2 separate regions of the Zea mays genome follow, and region 1 is linked to region 2. A link is a contact called in public Hi-C data. All regions are on one chromosome and are shown on one strand. The core of a region is the stretch at or near the end of the contact, and the rest is flanking DNA. Distances in the headings are between cores, read along the strand shown. Region 1 holds the start of LOC103635676 (autophagy-related protein 18h). Region 2 holds the start of LOC100281565 (LEC14B).

Region 1 (6,250 bases), core at 1,255-3,754, 670 kb after region 2:
TTCCTGGCGGTACTTTGAAAATGTTTTATATCCCATGTCAATAATACCAGAAGCTAATTGCTTGCTGGACTCCATTGCATATCTAGCAACTAAACTGCCACTGCTAGGAGAAGTAGATGGGCTCACTCCTGGTGAAGGTGTGAGGTTCTGTGGACTTAGACGGCCTGTGTTTGACAATAAAGGAGTATTTGTGGCATAGGCTAACCATCTGGGGCCAACAGCCATCGGGCCATACCCAATATTTACCCCAGGTGCACCTTGCAGAGGATATGACAAGACGCTGAGCTTGTTCTCAAGAGTAACAGCATCAAAGCAGTAGATCTGAAATGTGGTAAAATAAGTATTTTAATGTGTTATCTGAGAACAATTTTTCAGTACAAAATACAGATAAATGTGCAAAGAGGAACTTACTTGTGCTGCAAGTGCTACAGCAACAATCCTTGGACTGCAGCGAACTAAATATACAGCAGACCGGAATCGAAGAACGTGTACATAGGTGTGAGACTTCAAAGAGTAGAAACGGACAACCGTTGGGGTAGAAATGCAACTTCCAGCTTGAGGCTCACTGTTTGTGTCTCTGATAAGAGCACTTAAGCGACCACCTTGAACCGCACCCAGGCCATTTGTCTCATCACCAGCAACAACTAGAAGCATGGGATGGGATGCTCTGAATCCTTCAATGCCTTCAGAGCTAACTGGAGTGGGTTGCATTTGTAAAAACGTAACTGGGCCATCACGTTTTGAGACCAACTCGCAAACATTTGCAGCATCCTCAACATCGAGCACTTGAAACCCATTTGAATAACCAACAAGCAGGACATGCTTGAATGATGATGGTTGAAGCTCCAGTTTATCAAATCCAGCCCACAAAACCTGTTTATAGATGGATCATCAAGATTGCATCTGTGCATAAATTAGCAGAAACATACAGCGGCAAACATTTGTCCAATCAAAATTGTTAGTGGTGAAACTGAATTGAGCTAAGCATTAACTATACTTGGAGAAACCGACATTTTGTTGTCCAGGCAAAATTTAAGAACACTGAAGAAAAATCCAAAACAAAAAAACTGTTGCCAACAATAACAAGGCACCCATTAGCCATGTGCAGTATGAGCACAGAAAAATTCTACTGAACTACTACAAAAATGACTCCGATGTTCCACCCAAACAGCCATTTATCCCTTTAAATGCTATTTAGACGCAGCAGTGGCTAGTCGTGTCCATTTAATCAGACACTTATCCTGTTTAAATGGCAATTTAGACCATTTAAACTGTCATTTAGCCCAAATAAACAGCTACAACATAGGTGGCCAACTCCTTATTGTTTAGTGTTTGGGTGAACACTGATCTAATCTGTGCTCTCCAGCCTTTTCACTTCAGACTAGTTAAACTAAATTCATGGTCAACTCACTCAAAGCTCCATTAATTGCACTGGAATTTCGAAAGTACAAGAACATCAGCTCTACCTCGTTGGATTACTCACAGCTCCTACTGCAAAATGGCGTTTCTGAGACACGATTGCAAGGGTAACAATCCAATATTATAGTATTTTCTAGCTTTTCCTATCCAGCAGTAACATTGTTAATGGTCAACTCACTTGAAGAGCGAGTAATTGCTACTAGTACGATGAATCTACTGGAACAAAGGAAGTGCGTCCAGGCACTACCCAAACCTACCACTGCAGAATGCACAATTGACAATTGAGTACACAATTGCAAGCATAGAACTGAAGTTAGCAAACCCCATCGCCCACAGTCATCTGCACTAGCAGCGTAAAAATGAAAACAAAAAAATGTTTGAAGACGAGGAGGGCAGGGGCGGGGCAGTGAACCTGGTCCTTCTCGTCCTCGGAAGGGGAGGAGATGGAGGCGGCGACGGAGGCGCCCGCCGAGCGCACGGTAGACGCGACGGAGCCAGCGTTGGAGGTCACCGTCTTGAGGCAGGACGATATGATCCGCAGCGAGCTCGGCAGCAACCCATTCCTTGCCCCCTTCCCCCGCTTCATCCCTACCCGCCGCTCCCTCCCCTCCTCCCCAGCGCGGAGACCAGCGCAAGCACCCGCTCCGACTCTGGCTTCCCCACCGCCACCGCTCCTACAACCCACGCCCCGCGACCCCGCCGCTGCCCATCCACGATCGCCGCCTCCGGCGCCGGCGAAACCCAATACCATCCGAGTGCCGCCTCCCAGCTCCCGCCGATCCCCTCCGCCGCCGCGATCCGCAGACTCAGATTGCCACCATATCCCTCCTTCCTTCGCTTGCCCACCTCGCCGCTCGTTGTCCCCTTCCCCTCCGACGCCGACCAGAACCAGAACCAACAACTCCCTGGCTTCACCCTTTTCCCTTCTCTCTCTACTTGCTGTTGCTTTCGTGTGTCTATCTCCCTCCCTCCCCTTTTAATCCCACCCGGTTTTCCTCTCCCCAGCTGGCTTCGCGTCCCCGGAACAAGCTCTCTGCCACCCTGGGTCCACTGCCTATCCGCGAGTGGGCAAGCCTTTCCTCGGGTGCTCGTGGCGAGGGCACGGGGATGGGAGCTTGCACGCAAGGGGAATATGGGGCATAGATCCCTTGCCAAGCGGGCATCCTCGACGTTGGCGAGCGGCGAGCGAGCGAGCGTGCGTGCGTGGGGAACGGTCTGTTTATCCGCTCGTTCCTTGCGAAAACGAGCTTTGGGAAAGGGGTTTATGCTTTGATTTGCTGATTTGCATGTTTGATCGTTGTTAGAGCAACTCCAATAAATCTCGATATCTAATGCCTACTAGTCGGTTAACTGTGCGTTGCGACGGCTTACAACAATACCCACGTAAATTATTCACAAAAAAATTCTCAAGATTTTTTATTAATTGTCTCCGCTTTTTACATAATATTTTTTATTAACGCACGAGTACCGTAGTCAGCAAATCAGAGACCTCCATCCCTTGCCTCCCCCACTTCCAAGGTTTCGTAGAGCAGGAGGGGAAGAGAAGAGACGGACATACTCGGAGAATGACACGACAAAGACCAGGGCATCTAGAGAGACGATATAGGTAGTATATCACTAGATATATAAGAAGAGAGCACGCAAGCTTAGAAAGAAGCCCGGCCGGAGCACAGGGTCGGTCCTCAGGTTTCATGGACCCGGAGCGAAACAAAAAAATTTGGGCCTTTAAGGCTATATATATATATATATATATATATATATATATATATATATATATATATATATATATATATATATATATATATATATATATATATATATATATATATATATATATATATATATTCAATTTTTTTCTAATTAAATAACAAAATTTTGAATGATAAAAGTCTAATATATCAAAACAACTTCAAATCTCTACTACTACTTAAGTTATTAGTGTAGGCGTCCACATTTTTTTTTGGCGCACGGTTCTGCCGGCGCCCCCGCTCTCCGCTCTCTCGCCCGCCATCATGGAAGGAGAATTTGGAAGGTCCACGTGGTTCCAAGGAACTCTCCTCTTTGCTGTCTCTCTCGCCCACCATCTGCGCGCTCTCTGGCCGCCATCTCTGCGCCCCGCTCTCTTCTCTGCTCGCCGTCGGACCCAGCGCGATCCACTCGCCAAAATCTTCTGCGCGATGCACCGCTCCCCCCTCCACCTCCGCACCATGGCGCGATGCAGGCTGGTACGTGGCCAGCATCCGGCAATCCCCACGCTCTGGATCTGGGAACGAGCAATCAGCGCCTCCATCCGCAATCAGCGTCTTCCCCCAGCCGTAGCCTTCGCCTCCACTCGCCCCGACGCCCCCGCCCCCGCAATCAGCGCCTTCGCCTCCACAAGATTGGACCAGAATCTAACATGGAGAGCGGAATCCCCACCGCAATCAGCGTTCGCTTCCACTCGCCCCGACGCCCCCCGTCTTCCCCCAGCCGCAGCCTTCGCCTCGACAGAGGACGCACGACCGTTGCGCCCGCCCTGCTCGCGGTGACCCCCTCCCTCCCACCGATAGTCGTCGCCGCACCCAGATCCATTTTCCCCAACCCTCCACGTCCTTCTCCAAGAAACAAAGCGACGATAGCCGTGTCAACGAGATCGACCCAGCAGCAGGATCGATCTGCGGGAGAGGTTCTTGTGGAGCTTGATGGCATTGTCGGTGGCGCTGCTCATGGCGCTCATCCGGGCGGTGAGCTCGCTAGCGAGCGACTCCTGCAGGGCACGGAGGAGCTGGCTATTGAGGTAGAGCGGGAGCAGCGTGTCTAGGATCTGCACGGGGTCCTGCTCGAACTGCACCACGGGGGAGAAGTGCTGCATCTCGATCTTCACCTTCTCGCGCTCCACGGTGAACTTCCCCTCCTTGGTGGTGAGGCGGAAGAGCTCGTCCTCGGTGGCGTCCACGTAGACGGCGGCGCCGGTGGCTCCGCGAGGATGGCCGCCGCGGCGGGGGAGGAGGCGCTGTCTAGCGCCACCAAGCAGAAGGTGGTGGCGGCGAAGCAGTACATCGAGAACCACTACAAGTCGCAGATGAAGTCGCTTCAGGAGCGCAAGGAGAGGTCAGTCCACTCCACTCCACTTTCCTTCCTGGTGTGATGGCAATGTGAAAGGGAATTAGGCTTACACCTAGTTCCTAAATAATTTTGGTGGTTGAATTGCCCAACACAAATATTGGACTGACTAGTTTGCTCTAGTGTATAAGTTATACAGGTGTAAAAGGTTCACACTCAGCCACTAAAAAGACCAAGTTTTGGATTCAATAAAGGAGCAAAGGGGCAACCGAGGGCACCCCTGGTCTGGCGCACCGGACTGTCCGGTGTGCCACCGGACAGTGCACAGTACCTGTCCGGTGCACCAGGGGACTCAGACTCAAACTCTTCGCCCTCGGGAATTCTCGGAAGCCGGCGCGCTATAATTCACCGGACTGTCCGGTGTGCACCGGACATGTCCGGTGCTCCAAGGAAGCTCGGCCTCCTAAACTCGCCAGCCTCGGGTTCGCGCGACAGCCGCTCCGCTATAATTCACCGGACTGTCCGGTGTGCACCGGACTGTCCGGTGTACCAGCGGAGCAACGGCTCCCTGCGGCGCCAACGGCTCCCTGCGGTGCATTAAATGCGCGCGCAGCGCGCGCAGAAGTCAGAATCGCCCATACCGGTGCACCGGACATCAAACAGTACATGTCCGGTGTGCACCGGACACCCAGGCGGGCCCACAAGTCAGAAGCTCCAACGGCTAGAATCCAACGACAGTGATGACGTGGCAGGGGCACCGGACTGTCCGGTGTGCACCGGACTGTCCGGTGCGCCATCGAGCAGACGCCTCCAGCCAACGGTCACTTTTGGTGGTTGGGGCTATAAATACCCCAACCACCCCACATTCATTGCCATCCAAGTTTTCCACTTCTCAACTACTACAAGAGCTCTAGGCATTCAATTCTAGACACATTCAAAGAGATCAAATCCTCTCCAATTCCACACAAAACCCTAGTGACTAGAGAGAGTGATTTGCCGTGTTCATTTGAGCTCTTGCGCTTGGATTGCTTCTTTTCTTTCTCACTTGTTCTTGTGATCAAAACTCCATTGTAATCAAGGCAAGAGGCACCAATTGTGTGGTGGCCCTTGCGGGGAAGTTTTGTTCCCGGCTTCAATTTGAGAAGAGAAGCTCACTCGGTCCGAGGGACCGTTTGAGAGAGGGAAGGGTTGAAAGAGACCCGGCCTTTGTGGCCTCCTCAACGGGGAGTAGGTTTGCAAGAACCGAACCTCGGTAAAACAAATCTCCGTGTCTCACTTGCTTATTCGCTTGGGATTTGTTTTGCGCCCTCTCTCGCGGACTCGTTTATATTTCTAACGCGAACCCGGCTTGTAGTTGTGTTTATATTTATAAATTTCAGTTTCGCCCTATTCACCCCCCCTCTAGGCGACTATCAATTGGTATCGGAGCCCGGTGCTTCATTAGAGCCTAACCGCTCGAAGTGATGTCGGGAGATCACGCCAAGAAGGAGATGGAGACCGGCGAAAAGCCCACTACAAGCTACGGGAGCACTTCATCGGAAGAGTCCCGCACCAAAAGGAGGGAGAAGAAGAAGAGCTCCTCCAACAAAGGGAAGGAGAAGAAATCTTCTTCTCACCACAAAGAGAAGAAGGAAAAATCTTCTTCCCACAAGCCGCATCGGAAAGGCGACAAGCACAAGAGGATGAGGAAGGTGGTCTACTACGAGACCGACACTTCATCAACATCGACCTCCGACTCCGATGCGCCCTCCGTCACTTCTAAGCGCCAAGAGCGCAAGAAGTATAGTAA
Region 2 (5,769 bases), core at 1,262-3,761:
AGTGCAAATTGCAAGAACCTAGTAAGAACTCACAGTGACGTTAGCATAGGATTCTCTTGCCGCATTCCCAACATTGACAATATGGATAATAGGTGCCAGACTAGAGTAGGCCTGCATATTTACAATGAAAAACAATTATTGGGCTTGATATGCAAGCAAAAATGGGGAGCAAGAGAGAGCATTCCACAGATTGGTGAAGTAGAGATATACATAAAGGATAATATGATATGCAAACATAAAGAGCTAGAATGCATTTCGAAACTCTAAGGCGTAAAATAAACTCGGTGGGGAGGGAAAGACCGCCCTCTCGGCAGAAGAGACCGAAACATGGTCCCGGCCGAGAAGATCCCCGAACCTTGGCCCCCCATCACTAGCAGGTCGTCACCGCCCACTCTGCAACGGCCCAGCCAGAAGGTGGCGCGCAGGACGTAACCCGGGAGCAGGCAGGGCATAGCGAGGGGATTTTTTTAACCAAGCCCGAAATTCGCCCCTGAGGGGGATCGAACCAGGGACCTGGAGGTGCTACTCGGAAGCCTTAACCATTACGCTAGAGGCCCTTTGCAAACCTCTAAGGCGTGCTCATACCAACAAACAAAATATGTAGCATTATGTCATGAAAGGACCAAATGGACTAGACGAAGTCTCAAATGTCCCTGTAAACTTCATTGTCCTACAGGTACTTCCAGTCATTGTAGTTGATGTAATGGTTGGAACAACTTCGATGCATTTCATCTTGGTAGCCAGACATAGGTAAGGTCAATATTGCACAACTCATCTTTGGATGCTAGCCTCTATGATATTGTCCATGTGAAACATCCATTTCCCAACTGCAACATGTTTCCACTAGAAGAACCGGAACTACCCAGCTCCCAGCCCATATGCTCTCCCGTCAAAAGATACAATAATAAAAAAAATGAAAACTTGTTGTAAAACATGTAACCACATCTGGTACTCTTTGGTTTATTCACCTGTTGAACAGAGTTGCATATGAAATATTTCTTCTTGATAAGAAGAATAATGAAAGAGATTTATCTACAATGCTGACTGATGAAAAGTTGCAAAATAGAGTTACATGCAAACCAAAACTGAACAAAGCATGTAGAATAAGGGTGATAAGCTAAACTTATTAAATCCAGGAGAAACTTACAAGATACCGCTGATCAGGTGATAAGGATACATCACTGATTGTCCATCTTAAACACCTAGCATGAATGTCTTTGTGTATGCTCCAGCCTCTATCAACATCGTATATTCTTATGTGACTTCCCTGAAAATGAAAAGAAATGTTATTTATACTACGTCTATAAATTTTAACTTTAAAAATGCATAACATGATGACAGAAAAAGTAAACACCAGGAAATTCTGACTTGAACTTGTTTAAAACCTCGACTATTGTTGGTTGAGCATAGCATACCTGAAAACCAGCAACAAAAAGAGTACCATCAGCAGAAAACTGTGAAACGTAAGCACGAGAATCCATCCTATCCAATAATTCAGGATTGTTCATCGGAACATGACGACCTAGAACAAATGCACGGTCACCAGAAGAGAACATCCCCTTTCCAGAACAATCAATTTCCCTTCGAGATAATAACTTGGCAGTTGATATTATGCCTCTGTTGGTACCCATGGACTTGTAGCTTTCAGTAAGTCCTGATCTCATTCGGGTCATATGAAAAATATCATTATGTAGTGTTGCAAACTCATCGTTCACTTGAACTGAGCCAGATCCACCAGTATTCTGCCCTTCAGCCTCATAGTATTCATCGTCTAGCCTACTCATGCCATAACCCATTCTTTCAGGCCGATGTATTTATTGATTTTCTCTGCAAACACTTATCAATATTCAGACTCAAAGGCTTGTTTATAGAAATCGGAATGTTTCCAAGGAACAACGAAATTTGTTACATCTTTGCAATTGCATAAAAGACACATATCACGTGAGAGCAGCCTGTTTTTTAAGGTCAGGAGCAGCTTATGTTGGCCAGTTTGTTCGTTGAATGTGCTTTTTTAACTAGAATTCACAAGCCCGATTCAAACCTCTGGTTTCTACTCTAAATACACCCTATAAATTGTGGTATTGCATCATAAAATATTTTAAAACAGTGAAACTGCATCCGCGAACATGCAGGAACAAAGATTTTACTACTGATAATTACTAGCTATCAGGGGGAACCCAGTAAAGGGCATGGGTATACACATGTACACACGATAATTTTTGCCCAAAAAAAAGAGTTAGCAGGGATAATACTACATGTACACTACACTTGTAACTACATCAGATTCGACAAATAGATGTTAGGGGAAGAAAAGGGATAGGCGTACCCGGTGGGTGCTTGTCCCCGGCGAAGGGCCCAAAGAAGACCTGAGCAACTGTTGTAGGGCGGAGGCGATAGTCGCCCAGTCGCCGCCACGAGAGAGCGAGAAGCGCGCACGCACCAGGGGACGGGAGAACCACGCCAGAGCGAGCCAAGGGACAGAGGGAAGCGCCGGAGAATGGGAAGAGCCTGGGCGGACCGGATAACAAAAAAAAAAGGGCTTGTAGAGGGTTTTCTTGCTGGTAGCAAGCGGTTCTTTGCACACACAGTCACACCTCACGCATAAGAAAACAAAGTGATGAACGGGAGAGATTTGCCATTAGTATTTGTTGGCGCCGATCTAACCGTCAATCACTACGATATGCATTGGTGATGATGCTCGCGGACACAATCACACCTCACGCATAAGAAAACAAAGTGAAGAATGGGAGAAAATTGCTATTAGTATTTGTAGGCGCCAATCTATACGCCAATCACTACAATGTGCATTAATGGCGGTGCTCTCTACGGCAGCGTGGACGGTCCGCGACCTGGCGCAGGAGTTAGAGTTTCTGCAGACAAGTCGTACGGTCCACGCCTGATGGGCGAACGGTCCACGCGTGTAGAGGCGATGGAGTTCGCCAACAACACCTAGATCTCGCTTCCGGAAGGGACCCATCGAGGAGGAGAGGTTATAGGATTTATTTTGGGATCGGCAGACCATCCAAGACGCCTCTAAACGACATAGAGCCGGAGAGAGATGAAGATTAGAGGGGAAACTATGTTATTGTCCACACCTAGGGCAAAAGGTAAAGAACGGAAGATAAATTGATTGTTTGATTAATTGTTGGTGATTGTATCGGTCGTACCCCTTAATATATATAGGAGGGAGATCTAGATCCGTTTCTAGACGTCTCCCAACAGCAACACCGGATTTAGAGGGGCAAATCGCGTGGAAAACAGATTAGTTGTGCCTAATCTGATCTATTCGTGGACCGTCCACGCCTACGGGCGGACTGTCCTCGTGCTGGACCATCCGATCCTCAAGGTCGGACCATCTGACTATGCCCAGTACCACAAATGGTGCTCAACACATGTCCCTCTTTCTTTTGGAGGAGCTGGGTGAACCAAAAGCACTAGCACATGATGTAATCAACTCGACGTGACCACATCGGTTCTTTTAAGCATCTTGCCACGTACTACAATGATATTGCTTCCAAAAACGTTCGTTCAGCGCATTGGACAAGTCCTCACCTTGTAATTTTGTAATATATAAGTGTTTCCAGGTAATGATATTACATGTGTGATCTTTTAAAGACCTTTCTAGCTTGGCGACTATTTTCCAAACTTCCGGTCTCTGTTCCTCAATGGCAAGATGGTCTTTCATACCAGGTTTCCAACCTGGAATGACTTAGCCTTGACCTTATTGTTGTAAGCTTTGCCGACCATGATCTTGTCTTTTCTATTTCTCCTAGAGCTATCAATCTCTTGTTGGTCACTTCATCAATATAGTCTATCATTGAATTATAATAATCACCGACAGTTACATCATTCTGACTGGCGAACCTGACAACATTTAGGCTTACCTCCACATGCAAAACCGCTTCCTGCCAAAAACAAGCTCAAAGGAGAAACTTTAGTAGCATGGTGTTTAGATATTCTATGAGCCCATAAAGCTTCAGACAAAACCTTATGCCAATGCTTAGGATGATCAGATATTTTCTTTTTATAAGGCTAATCAATGTCCTATTACTAGACTCGGCCTTCTCATTGTCCTGAGCATAATATGGAGACGAATTGAGCAACTTGATCTTATATGATTCAGCAAACTTATGTACCTCATTTGATATAAAAGAAGTCCCCTGGTCTATGGTCAAAGTCTGAGTAATGCCAAGTCTATGAATGATATGCCAGTTATCAACCCAATTACCTCTCTATGTGTCATGTTCTTCAGAGCAACGACTTCAGTCCATTTGGTAAAGTAATATGTGGTGACTAACACGAATTGATGCCTTTTGATGATGAAGGATGGATTTCTTCAATAAAATCCAATCCTCATCCTCTGAAAGGCCAAGGTTTGATAATATGATGTAATTCAGCCGCAGAAACTAACTGCAAGTCACCGAATTTCTAACACACTTGGCATCATTTGTAGTACTTGAAACAATCGGCTATTATCACTACAACATTTATGACCTTCTATGACGAATAGTCGATGACACTAGAGTAATTCGTCATTATATCACCTTGTTTATGACGATTTTCAGAAGATGGCGTAGTATAGTGACAAAAATTTAACCTCTGTCATTAAAACTGTCATAATATACTCTAGCAACATTTTTATGATAATTTTCTATGACAATATAAAATCGTCGTACGAGTAAATTGCCATAACCTTCTCAACAAAATAAATTGCCATAACAAAGCACATATGTCATTAACATATGATGATTTTTTTAAAAAAGAATCATCCATGTTCAGATATCCTACATAAATAGTTAATGTTGTGGGAGTCTTAGTCTTAGGTTAGTCATCGACTCCTCTTTTCAAGCTGAACACGAACTCTACATCTTCATTAGAAATCTGCCTCTTCATTTAGAAATTAATATCTTTCACGATTTAAGTCTGTTTTAGATTTTTTTACGCATGATCATATCAAAAGATACTATAATTATATTTTTAATTTTCTAAAATACAACATAAATAGTGTATGCATGGCCTTCCTCTATGACAAATACAAAATAGGTTTTTATTTATCTTATACGTAATAAAACAAAATCATATCAGAATATGTTGTATTTATATTTTAATTTTCAAAAAATAGCGCAAATAATATACACTCGTCTTGGCTATATTACAAATAAAAAATAAATATTTATTTATTTTAATTAGATATTTTGTTTATCTTATATTCATATGTATGACATTTTTTTGGAAAAAGTACTTATTACGTGAAAAGTAGCGCCAAAACAAATAAAGAACTAGTTAAATGATTTATTATTAACAAGAACAATAGAAGTAGTGTTAAAAAGTTAATACCGTCGATTTAGATGTTAATAGTTAAAATTGTGTCAAAATCCCCACACGAGTGAAGCCCCTCTACCGCTAACAAGATATCAACAAAAAAATATTATAATCCCTAACCCTAATAACATTTCCTACTCCTGCCGCATCAGACTAGCGAGCCAAGCCACCGACGGCCGACGTCGAGCCTCCGCGGCCGAGCCTCCGCCTAGCACCAACTCCGTCGTCGATCGTCCTATGCGACCACGCCCCCGTCCGCCTTCCGTCTCCTGCCTCCACTGAGTCGCGGGCGCGACATCGGGGAACGCCAAGGCTGAGCTTCGCCCAGACGCCTACCGCCCTGTTATGCCCCAAACCGCCGTGCTGAGGTCCGCCCAGGCCGGGCCAGGAGCTTCTCCCGGCAGACCCACCCCCGCCCAACGGAGCTCCATGCCTCCGCCCAGGGCC

What was found. A called contact is a pair of places that touch in the nucleus more often than the background predicts.
Region 1: a contact with region 2 is called in a Hi-C map of ear, with 2.4 times the contacts expected there. The contact joins the promoter of LOC103635676 here to the promoter of LOC100281565 in region 2. A contact is called at or near these places in 2 of 25 Hi-C or Micro-C datasets (ear and tassel).

Annotation. Positions count from the first base shown.
Region 1 is chr8:109,141,045-109,147,294 of Zm-B73-REFERENCE-NAM-5.0, forward strand. It overlaps LOC103635676 (autophagy-related protein 18h), which reads right to left and starts at 2,505. Exons shown (of 10, transcript XR_557556.4): 1 at 1,832-2,505; 2 at 412-873; 3 at 1-321. LOC103637166 (ATP synthase subunit gamma, chloroplastic) reads right to left here and starts at 4,378. Exons shown (of 1, transcript XM_008659417.1): 1 at 4,043-4,378. The coding sequence starts at 4,378. The coding sequence ends at 4,043.
Region 2 is chr8:108,471,258-108,477,026 of Zm-B73-REFERENCE-NAM-5.0, forward strand. LOC100281565 (LEC14B) reads right to left here and starts at 2,512. Exons shown (of 10, transcript NM_001154484.2): 1 at 2,327-2,512; 2 at 1,416-1,827; 3 at 1,148-1,267; 4 at 34-111. The coding sequence starts at 1,796. It overlaps LOC109942011 (a long non-coding RNA gene), which reads left to right and starts at 5,381. Exons shown (of 4, transcript XR_004852009.1): 1 at 5,381-5,769.